Regions from separate parts of the Gossypium hirsutum genome. Here region 1 is linked to region 2. Evidence: chromatin contacts called from public Hi-C data. All regions are on one chromosome and are shown on one strand. Each heading gives the region's core, a stretch centred on a gene start, on an enhancer-like site or on the middle of the called end of the contact. The rest is flanking DNA. Distances are from core to core; before and after follow the strand shown.

What was found. Hi-C and Micro-C count contacts between places; a contact is called where the count stands out from the background.
Region 1: a Hi-C map of leaf shows a contact between it and region 2, with 2.7 times the contacts expected there. The contact joins the enhancer-like site here to the promoter of LOC121227947 in region 2. A contact is called at or near these places in 15 of 34 Hi-C or Micro-C datasets (callus, cotyledon, hypocotyl and 2 more).

What each region holds. Positions count from the first base shown.
Region 1 is chrA04:11,571,020-11,577,099 of Gossypium_hirsutum_v2.1, reverse strand. No RefSeq gene overlaps it. Among protein-coding and RNA genes, the nearest start is that of LOC121227948, 15 kb to the left of the region's middle. Within about 2 kb of position 1,304, at least 7 of the 9 cell types and tissues checked have an H3K27ac peak or open chromatin away from gene starts, as enhancers often do. A contact at or near this core is called in cotyledon and leaf, where this site is marked.
Region 2 is chrA04:11,518,071-11,524,817 of Gossypium_hirsutum_v2.1, reverse strand. LOC121227947 (probable LRR receptor-like serine/threonine-protein kinase At1g53440) reads left to right here and starts at 4,610. Exons shown (of 24, transcript XM_041110919.1): 1 at 4,610-5,147. The coding sequence starts at 5,033.

The DNA of each region.
Region 1 (6,080 bases), core at 55-2,554, 56 kb before region 2:
GGCTTCCAAGATTGTTTTCCCTGAAATCAGATATCTAATGAGACAGCAAGCAGTTACCTATCTTGTTACTAATACTAGCCGATTCTTTGTCAAGTACATTTCCTTCAACTGAACCCGCAGCTTTGGTCTTGAAACTTAACCTTTGACATCTTCCATTTCCAGGAAAAGTATGACAAATTTTGGAGGGTGTATTTGCAGATACGGCACTTGAACGATTCAACTGCAAACCAAAAGAAAAAGAAAAGAAATTGAAGAACAACAGTATTAATAAAAAAACCATCGAACTCAAGCTTTGTCTCAATCTGTGTAATCAAAGAGTCTACTCTAGAATTCAAATTGCAGCTCTCCTAACCCTAAGACCATGGAAAATAGAATTAACCATGGAAAACGTAGAGGATAAAAAATAAAATATCATTTGCACTCTGAATTTGACAAATTTTTTATTTCAGTTTTTGAAGTAAATAGTTGAGCCAATCACAAATTATATGCACGACATAGAATCCAAATTTAAAGGATCGAATTATGAAATTTGTCATTTTTAAAAAAATCATGTAGAGAAAAATAAGGATCAAATTCAAGGAATAAATAAAACAGCCACCTATGAACATCCAAGAAACTTCATTGTACAAACAACCAAAAGTCAAATTCAGAAATTGCAGTTAAACAAGAGAAAAGGCAGCAGGTTCTAAGAAACAAAGCAGAGAAATGGAAACCAGACTTCAGATTGGGACCTGAAGAACCAGAAATCTGGGTTTTCAAGCAAGGAAGTTTTATCTGGTGGTGAGAGATTATGCAGAAAAGAAGTGGAGATTTTGATGGGGAACCTAGGGATTTTTTGCAGCCAAGAAAGTGAAGAATAGTTGAATGAATCATACGATTGTTAGGAGATTTCAAGGTTGTTTGAACAAGAGCCAAGCTTGGAAGAAGTGAAGCAAGCTTTTGACGTTTTTGATGTGAATAAAGAAAAGAAAGCATACCTTTTCACTTCCCTCTTTATTTTCTTTATCTATCACCTCCTCTTCCTCCGGTTTCTCGTCATCTAGGGTTTCCATCGCCATAGAAATCACCGGTAAAATTAAAAGGAAACTGATCCGTCTCTTTGATGACCCTTACTTCAAGCACCAACCCAAGATTCTGCTCTTACTACCACCGAAAGGGGGTCAACCGAAGCCAGGTTGAAGTAGAAGATCTTTCTTTTACGGTCGGCTTCTTCCGGCAATTAGTGGAGGAAGCAGTCAGGACAAGCTCCAAGCTACGGACTTTCGGCAATTAGTGTAGGTGTATTGACTTGGTGTTGCTGGGAATGGGAAATTTGGGGGCAAATTTTGAGAGTTATTTGGGGGATTTAAGGACTAACGAGCGGGTAATAAAAAATTGGTGATTTTTTGCGGCGTTTTCACTAAAAACGCCATTATAATTCAATTTTTTGTGGCGCTTTAAGGTAAAACGCCACTATTGATTAATTTTAAATTTTTTTATTTTTAACATATTTTTTATTTTTCTCTTTTGGAATTTTTTTTAATTTTGAATATTAAACTTTTTTATTGAAATATGGACTAAAATATTAAATATTAAATTTTTAAGTTTTTAAGTTTTTATTTTTTTATTTTTTTATTTTTTAATTTTTATTTTTTGAGTTTATTTTTTATTTCGGTTTAATGTGTAATTGTAGACGTGAAATTCTAATTGTAGTTTAAATGTATAGTTGAAACTTTAATTTTGATTTAATCATACACATTTAAAAAAATAAATACATCAATATATTTTTATATTGAATAAATATAATTATTTATGTATCCATGCAATAAATAAATATAAAATGATGTTATATCAATAATTGTGTAAAAGAAAATGAAAAACGTGGAGACACAAATATATATTTTAAAAAGAAAATGAGTTATAATTAAAAAACGTGGAGACACAAATGAGTGTAGAGAATTTTCGTTAATATAAATAAATATATATTTTAATTAATCAATATAGATAAATATTAAAATAGTATAAACAAAAAACTATTAATAAAATTTAAAGTTAAATTTATCATTTAAAACATTTTCCACAAAATATCCCTTCAATCCATTAAACAATATAACACCTTATTAATATATAAAAATATTTTTTTATCAAAATCAAGATATCTATTATTGATAACAATAATTAATTATAGGGTTTAGGATTTAATTATTGAATATGATTCACTTGAGATTAACATACTATATACCCATGGCCATTAAACCTTAAACCATAAAACCCTAAACTATAGACCTTAAACCTTAAATATTAAACCGTAAACCAAAAAATAAATTTAATCAATATTAAGTATTGCTTCCATAATTTATTATGAACATAAGCTTTTACATTAATATATATGCATATACACATCAACATCCATGTGATGTTTTTTGGGTTTAGGGTTTTAGAAGTTATAGTTTAGTGTTTAAGGTTTTTAAGGTTTAGAGGTTTAGTATTTTAGGGGTTATAGATTAGTGTTCATGATTTTTTAGGGTTTAGGAGTTTTAGGGGTTATATGACTTTTAGTGGCGTTTTACCAAAAGCGCCGCTATTGCTCCGACTTTTAGCGGCGTTTTACCAAAAGCGCCGCTATTGATCTATTTTTAGCGTCGTTTTAACAAAAAACGCCGCTATTGCTCTGTTTTTAGCGGCGTGTTAACAAAAACGCCGCTATTGACACCGCTAAAACCCTATTTTCTTGTAGTGATACTAGAATAATGTAAGTAAAATACAATTCATATTTTATAGTATTCTTTAGACATCTTAGACATCTGCTAATTTCATTTCATTGTTCTATACAAGGATTACTAGCAAATTTATATAAGATTCCAATAGCACATGTAGTATCAATATTAGTATACCTCATAGCATGCATCAAACAACCAACAACTTTAACATATTGTTTTTGATTTACTAAAGGTCCATTATTAGGAACTAACTTAACATGGGGTTCTATAGGGATTTACTATGTTTTAAAACAAAATGATTAAACTTCCTTAATATCTTTTTAATATAATGACATTGAGTTAGTATATAATTTATTCAAACAATTATGAGGAGTGCCTAAAGCAGTGCCACTGTTGTTTACCTTTGCCTAGCCTCATAACTTGTCATATTTGAAGTTAGCAATTTAAACAAAATATTTGAGTTGTGATATTTGTTGATAGTTTGGACCGATGCAAGCCCATCTATGATACCCAAACCTATTATAGAAGCATATTTTGAAGATTGATTTGGATTGAATCAAGCAAATTAACTTCCCCATTTTGAGGAGATTAGATTGGATTGAGTATTGTTAACATATCTTGAAGATTTGAAGACTTATCCTAAACTCATTAAAGATATTCTCCTTGCTAATTATCTTTCTAGTTTGATAGGAAGATTCATTGTGTAACACCCTAAAACCAGGCCTAGGAGTTTAGACCGAATTTTAGAGGTCACATTGATCACTGAAGTGATCGTGGGAAATTTAGTTTAACAAACCGAAAAACATTACAGCATTTAAGTTCTGCAAAGACACTCAGATATAAAGTCCCGTTATTACAAAAATTTTAGTCCAAAGAAAACCATTTATGAACAGCCCAAATTTAAACTGAACCAAAATTCTTATAATTATTTATATTTCAAACCCATTTACCAAAATAGCAATCGAAAAGAAGACCCTTAAACATGTTTCCTTATTGTGTCTGTCCTAAACCTCCGGCATGCTGAGGCTAAGCTTCAGAAAGCGATAAAGTACCTAAAAGGGGAAACACTAAGGAGGTGTGCTACACGAGCTCAGTGTAAATTCAAAAGGTGACTAAAAACAAAATTATAGAATAGAAATCCAAATAGAAGTTCGATGGCACAGAGTGTTTATTGAGATACATAGAAATAGAGGGTAAACTCGGAACCTACGTCCCGACCACACGCAACAATCAACACACTTGGTACTATACATAGAATGACAACAGATAAACCCATCAATAGGTCGATACCAAAACAATATCATCACAAACACAATGATAAGGAAATCGAAAATTACGCTTACACTACAATACACGCAAAATCAGTCACAAACGTTAAGATAAGCAGATAAAATACAAATAGACAAACTTTTACCCAATCACTTAAACAAATGCATATGAATGCAGTCAAGTAGTAAAAACCCACCCATCCAGCCAATACACCTCTCTGTCCCCTGATCACACCTTAAAAGAGCTGTTTAAGCTCATCCAACCAAACACACCACAAAAGGCCTCGAAAAGCCCATCCAACCCTACACACCACGTATGTGAACTAGGCCACTCAGATTATAATATGCAGCAAATCTGATGTATTCTCAGTACTGTGCATTGCAGTAAACTGCTGTATAGATATATTGTAGTTAAAACTGCTAGATCAGATAATAATACATAGCAAAGCTGACGTGCATATAGTACAGTCCATTATGGTAAACCGTAATATAGACATGCTTGAGTTAAACTGCTAGATCAGGTCAAAATCAGTCTTCCTTCTCTTCACAACAAACCGCAAAATTACTTTATGCAAGTGCATGTATGCTTACAACCTCACAAAAAACATTGAACACATTTAAAAAAAGTCAGACAAAAACAAAGATACACACACCCAGCTAACCGAGTTCAGATTCATATATTTCGTACAACAATCACAAATAACACATAAGCCAAAGTCTAGATTAGAGTCTTAACTACCCTCACTAAAGCCTAGCCAAGGGTCAGAACACACACACAATTTCAGATAAAAAACATACACAAAACTAAAATTGGCGACTTAGGGCTACATGACCGTGTAGAAATGCCTAGGCCATGTAGGGGTCAACACACCCATATAAGGGAGAGAGACGCTTGTGTGAAAGGAGGCACACGACTGTGTGGCTAAGGCACATGACTATGTGGCTAAGGCACACGACCGTGTGGTTATGGCACACGCCCGTGTGAGTCAGGGACATGGTCATGTGAACAGGCCGTATAACTCTCTGTCCAATTGTGTTAAAATATGGTTCAAGACGGACACAATAGTGTAAGGGTCTCACACATCTGTGTGCCCACTAGACACTACCGTGTGTCTAAAACACACGCCCGTATGGGATTCCTAAATCCCCAAATTAGCCACATGGTCGTGTAGCACCAAATTACCTAAACCCTAATTCATAAACGTATAGGCCTATGTGCCCAAGGGACACGACCGTGTGGATAATGATTAATATCTTCGAATTGGCCACACGGTCGTGTGGCACCAAATGTTGCCCGGAAACCCTAATTCCTAATTGTACACGGCCGTGTGAATCGCCTGTGTAGGGGCACACATCTGAGTGGCCACCCATGTGGCCACAAAACCACATCGAAACAGGCTACCGAACGTGGCTTTGTTGCTGAAACTTTCCCCAAACCTTAATTACTAAGAAATATATTAAAATTACATCCAATTCTAAGCTATCCCACAATAATCAACCCTTTCAAATGGTCAATTCCACAAGCACACAACAATTTCCAATTTCACAGAAATAAACCAACAATTCGTTAACGAAAATTTAAAAGGTTCGAAACCTACACTTGATTTGCCATCAAAGACGTCCATATGTTGACTCGACAGCAAGGAAATGAAGCTTCCCAAAACCATAAACACAACCATTTTTTTAAAAAGAAGAAAGAAAGAAAAGCTAGAGAAAAGAGAGAAGGGAAAAAAATAATCAGAGAGAGGTTAACATGAAAAAGGCAAATTGGAAAAATAAAAATAAAACTAAATAAATATTTTTAAACTTAAAGGAAATCTACTATTTAACAATATAAAATATTTCACCCAAAATGCACACACAAGGAAAAGAACCCAGAACCCAAAGGTACACTAACACTTACACAACCACCAGACTAGCAGACCCATTTTGACTTTAAAAAATGAAAATTATCCCAAGTGCACAACCTACTGACGGACTCTTACTACAAATCTCAAACTTTTAACCCAAAAAATCGGGGTGTTACAACTCACCCCTCCTAAAAGAAATTTTGTTCCCTAAATTTACAACTAACAGAACAGTGATCTAACATAAGCTATACCACTATACTCCT
Region 2 (6,747 bases), core at 3,361-5,860:
TTTAATTTCATCTAAAAATTTATATATATATATATAATTCAAATAGTTAACAAGAATTTACATAAAAAATTTAAAAACAAAAAGTAAAAGACAAAAAAAAACATAATTATTATTGATAATAGTTTTATGAAGGAATAATAGTTTTATTTTAAAATAAATTTACAATCAATAAGGTCTTAACTCGATGATAAAATTAATGCCATGAGAACTTTAAGATCTCAAATCTAAATCTCACTTTTGTATAATTTTATTTTAATCTAGTCGTGTTTTATAATAATTAACTTTGATTGTGATTGAATCATAATCCATATTTTATTTTTATCTTCTCCTTTATTTTTTAAATGTTTTTTTATCAAATGCACGTTATATATTTAAATTTTAATTTAATTTTAATATTAAATTTAAGATAAAATTTTCTTTTACATTTTAATAAATTTATTTTCAATTAATACTTTCTAAATAATTACACTAACAATTTTACATAAAAATAATTTAATGAATTCATTTCAAAGTTAATATATAATAGATTAAATATAAATTTAAAACGAATAGTGAAGGTTTTGTTTCCTTTCTTCTTTTTGAGCTTCGATTTTTTAGAACGAATAGCGAAGGTTTTGTTTGTTAATTTCAGATACTAGAGGAAGCCACGAGAGTTAACAGAAAATGAAAGAAGAACCTAGAAGAGTTGAAAGAGAGAAATTCTTTTTCAAACTTTATTATGAAGAAAATTAAATTTTCAATTCGTAAGAATAAACTCATAATTAATGGAATAATGATTTCTAATTTGGTAATGATTAATATTTTTTATCATTAATTTGTTGACACATTTAGAAAATTTTATAAAAATTTTAATTATTCTATAATTTTTTATATAATTTTATAATTTTTAAAATTTTTTTATATTTTTTATAAAAAAGAAAAAAGAGTAAAGGTCAAATTAACAAAAGTTGTAAATGTTGAGGAACTAAATTTGTGATTGTACTTAATCTTTTGATAGAGTTAACAAAAAAGGTTAACAAAGGGACTGAAAATGCGCAAATCGAAAAGTCAAGAGATCAATTTGGATCAAATAAAAGTAGAGGAACTAAATCCACACAAATCAATCAGTACAAGAACTATTCTCAAAATTTAACATTTTGAATTTGATATATATAATAGCCTCATACTAATTTTTTTAAAAATTTGATATATATATATATAATAGCCTCATAATGTTAATGATTAGAATTTATTAGATAACCTCATATTAAAATAATAATTATAATATATATAAGATAATTAAAAAATAAAATAAATAAATATTTAAATCAAATTAAAGAATTTAATAAAATTGTTTTATCATATAAGTTCAATACATCATTTGGTACTTATGTTTAACACTTTTATTTAATGTAATTTTTATTTTTATTTTTATTCAATGTGGTATCTATAGTTTGTCAAAATTATACATTTTTACATGAAAGTGATAGTGTTAATTTTTTTAGTATTTAATTCGGGTTTCAAAGTTAGTTTGATGGAAATTCATAATTTATTAATAATATTAACAAGTAACTTTCGTCAAATCAACTCTAAAATTCGAAAACTATCACGGATGTTATATTGTATTTAACAAATTAAACTAATAGTTCTATTCTATTAGCAAAATCATGAAAACTCAAATCTAATAATATTAAAAATTTACTTTCATCAAATCAACTTAAAACCCAAATTAAATACTAAAGAGTTAATATCGTTACTCATGACACCAAATTAAATATATAATTTTTATTAAATACATGTACCACTTTAAGAAAATACAAATATCACATTAAAAAAATCAATCTCAATATCAAATAATATATTAAATCTATTATACAACATTAAAATGTGTATTGAAAATTATATACATCATTATTGCCAATGAAAGACGTGGGGTCAAGTGCGCTGAAACGCATTATCCTCCTATTTATGAGTTAGAAAGGACTATAGACAATTCTAGACATTGTATCAAAAAAACATCCCAACCTATATATATAAAATCTAAGATTTAGCGATATTTTATTATAGTTTTTTTTAACAATCTTCTTATAGGTTTTGAGTATATTTGCTCTTTTTACCCAACCAATAAATAGGAGGACAATGCGTTTTAAAGCATTCAAACCTACGTTGTCCTACATTAGCAACAATGTCCATAACAATCGAGCTAAGGCACAACCATCAATTATAATGTGATGTTAGAACATACCTTAAGAGTTCACAAAAGAGTAAATGATAAATTTTAAAACTACACATAAATATTGATTTAATATGTAATTTGATATATAAACTTTAATTTGACCCAATTATACATATGTAACTCTTATAAAAATATAATTTTGATTCGATTATACACATTTAAAGAAATACATAAAGCAATTAATTTTATATTAGTTTATAGGCTTTTTTTTCTATAATAATACATAAAAATAATTAATAACCAGAATAATATGAAAAAAATGTTACCTAAATAATTTGAACTATGCATTTGGAACCCAAAATCTATATGGTAGCAGATAATTTTGGGTTAAAATAGTTACACTAATTATGTCAAAAACAAATAGATATAATCCGAAATCGATAAACGATATATCGATTTGGGGTTGTTGGTAACGCATGAGAATGCCAAATCATCATGGTGGCTGACAATTGGCGGATGAGTGTGTAATTAACGCCAACCACCGCTCGTGACAATAAATGCCATTCCACCCCCTACCCTACTTCTATTCCACACGCCCATCCTTTTCTTCACTCTCAAATTCCCTCAACCCCACTCCCAAATCGGCAACCTATTTGGCTGGTCATTTCCAATAAAAAAAAAATCAAAATTACTCCTCAATACTCAAAACCCTAAACCTAAATCACTTTTAAAACCCTAAAACCACATAAAAAATCATTTTTTCCTTTTACAATCCAAAAATAAATGGTTTTTTATAATTATAATTTATTTTAAATATAATTTAGTAGTTGACATATTTGGTTTGAAATAAATTGAATCGATAAGATAAGTGCTTCTCCAACTAATATAATTTATTTTTATTAAATTATATGTTTATTGTTATTTGAAAAATAAATGGCATGTTATTAATAAATGCGATTATTATAAGTATTATAATAATTAGTGAATAATGTAGAAATTATGTTATTATTTGTTTGATTGAAATAAATATTGTTATATGTACATGTAGTAAACATTAGATAATATTCTACAAACAAATTTTATTAGCATATAAATTTTCATTTTTTTTAAAATTATAGAAATATTAGTTTAGGTTTCATGTTAAGTAAATAATTGTGATATAGAAAATTTGTAAATTTAAGTAATTTTGATTTCTAAATATTTATGTAATTATTGTATGTAGTATTTTTTTTATTGAATTTGGTATTATGATATAAGTGTGTGTTTAGGGTTTGAAACATTTATTTCTAAAGTTTAGGTTATGGCATTGATATGATTGCCTCACGTGTTTGATGATATGGAAAATTCGGATAAATTTAATTTAATAGTTATAAGATTTTAAAAACAAATTTATAATTTGCATTGAATTATTGACTAAATAAATTGGCAGTTAGTTGTTGGTATCCCCATAATTGGGACATGACCAAATTCATGAATATTTGGATGTTGTTGGATTCGAAAATGTCTTAAACATGAGGCCCTGCACAATTTGCCCAGAGTTAATTGTTGCGTTGTTGGAACGATAACAACCGAGGATGCATACTTTTTCACTTATCATGTGGGGAGTATACCCATTGATGATTGGTCGTAGTAGGGGAGACGACACCTACCATGACTTTTGTTTCCAAGACATATATCATATATTTTAGGTAACTAATTTTCTTTTTGTTGGAAAAAAAATTAAATCTATGACTAAAATTTTATTATTACCAAATATTTGTTGGTTGGTTTTCGATACTTGAAAACTTTAACTCATCTTCTCTAAGTAGAACTATCTTTTAAGAAATTTGCCAACTCTATTAACTCATTGTTTTTTTCTTCTTCTCTTGATTAACTGTTTTTTTTTCCCACTTGGAAGCTTAACAAGAATTGGCTTCTTAAAAAGTTGGAGATTTTTAAATAAAGTTGGCGATTTTTAAATATTTCTATTTACGATAGGTTTGAGATTCTGGACCTCAAATCATGTCAAACGGTAGAAGATTACCTCGAAAGCCTAAGGGTGGGTTTGGAGGAGCGGTGCGGTGCGTTTAGCTTACTTTTTGTCTCACGCTACAGTATTACTACAGTATTTAATCTCACTGCCACTGCTGTTTTTACACTAACCGCAGGTAACCGCACCGCTCATTCAAACTCACCCTAAATCCACATGATAGCTGTGGATTTACCAGCAAAGATTGTTTACTACACCTGAGAACCCCAATATTGATTACCGATTTGGGGTTTCGAAGATTCCTTATCTGTTTAGGACATAATCACTGTCACTGCTTCAACCCCAAATCAACAGTCGTCCTCTCCATTTGGGATTTTTATGCACACTTTATATTATTTACATAATTTTTTTGGAATAATAATTATTTCGGGAAAAAGAAGCCCGGTTTATATATAGATATTGTAGGTACTGTATAATATTGATTTTGACTCTTCTAAGTAATAAATGCCGGCAACCGCCACCAAAGTCAAAGCGTGTGGCAGCGCCCGCTGCTGTAGAAAGCCTTAAACGGCGGCTCCTCCCCTGTCTCCATTTGATTCCTCAACTCATATATTTCTCACTCATTCCTGCGTCATTTTCTTTTCTTTTACATTAAAAAAGAAAAACCAGAAACCAAAGACAAAAATCTTCACACAAAAAAATCACACATTAATTCCTTTCCTTACGTTTGCTATTCTGTCAATAAAAACGACGTCTATTATATCATAACTTTATAACCATAACAACTACTCCACTTCGATTCCTCAGAAAGAAATCAACACTGTTCAAACAAAATCAAAGATACATTTGAGTTTTTTTCTTTTGGTTTTTAGAAGAAGAGAAAATTTGGGGTGTGGAAGAAGAGAAAAATGGGGTTTGTTTTCTCCCTATTTAAGATGGTCTCTGTTCTTTTTCTGGGTTTTTTGGCTTTGAATTGCTTCACGGAGTTTGGGTCAAATGCTCAAGTTTTGCCTGATAGTGAAGGTATGCATACTCTCTCTATAATTTATTCTTTATTTTGTTTTTTTGCTTTTGTTGTTGTTGTTTTTTTTTCTCTTTTGAAGTGAGTGTTTAAGTTAGTATTACTCTGTTTGGTTCCTAAGATTTCAAAGGAAAAAAACAGAGCATGTGAAGAAAATATACCTTCATTCTTCTCTTTAAGTTTCAAGTTTCTGGGGTTCCAAATTTTTCGTTTTGTTTTAAAAAAGAATGCTATTGTTCTGGATATAACTTAACAATTTTTGCTGCAAAATTTAAAGTTTTACTGAATTTGTAGCACAAATCTTTATTAAAAATGTCACACTACGATGCAAAGCTTTGTATTTTTTTGGATAGTGATGGTTTAGTTTGTTTGTTCATAGATGATACATGGTTACATAACTCTGTTTGGTTGCTAGGAAAATTCTAGTGAAAGAAAACAATTATAATTCATCTTAAGTATTGTTTGGTTGATGAGAAAATATGGGATACATGAATAGAAGAAACTATTGGAATATTTCAAAGGAGTTCATTGTGCGACTTTGTTTTTGTTTTCTCTTGCTACTTCTCTGTTTGGTTGCTGGGAAAATAAATAAATGTTTAAAGACAATGTTATATCCTTTATCCAGCATTTACTTTATCTTGTTGTTTCTACCAGTTTTTGATTGAAAGAAATATTTTCTCAGCAAACAAACAAATGATAACTATAATTATTATTTTTTAATTATTTATCATTTGGATTGCCTATTTTCTTGGACCAAATCAACTGGTTTTAGATTTTTTTAAAAAAATCTATTTTTTAAAGCTTTTTGAATATGTTGCTTTCATTTCCTCAAAAATTTTATAATTATCAATTTAGAAAAGGGAATTTCTGTTTCAAATCCATAGATATTCTTTTTTTTTTAATTTGCATAAATACTTTTTAGTCCCTCTAATTTTACAAAAAAAAAATCACCCAAAAATATATGGAAAAGTTATGTTAATTTTTACCTTAATTTTTACTGATATGGCATATATCCATAATTAATTAATTTTTTAAAATTTTAAAAATTAAAAATTATTAAAACCATAAAAATATAAAAATATTTTTTTAATTCTTAAAAATCAATTAATTGTTAACATACAACAAAGTTAACAAACGTCAATTTTTTCATTCATTTTAGGATAATTTGATAAACAATACAAATTTAAAGACTAATAAAGACGAAAAATTAAATAAAAAACTAAAATAATTTATTTTTGTAAAGTTGAAGGGCCAAAAAAATCATTATAACTTTTTTAATTCAACTTTGATTGCTTGATGTAGTAAAATGGTCCCAATCCTTGGCCTACAATTTGGACATTATCCCTATTTGCCTTCCATTGTTTGTACAAGTTGATATAGTAAATTGGCCTACAATTTGGATATTTTCCCTATTTGCCTTCCATTATTTCTACAATTTGGATGCAAGTAGTTTATGTGAATATTGAACACTTAGTTTAAGAAAGTCAGAGCCATAGGATGGTTTCAGTCAATGGTTAAATTACATATGATGGGCTAATTATTATACTATAATGTTTCATATGCTTAAACTATGAATTATTGTTTGATGGGACTATTAACTTT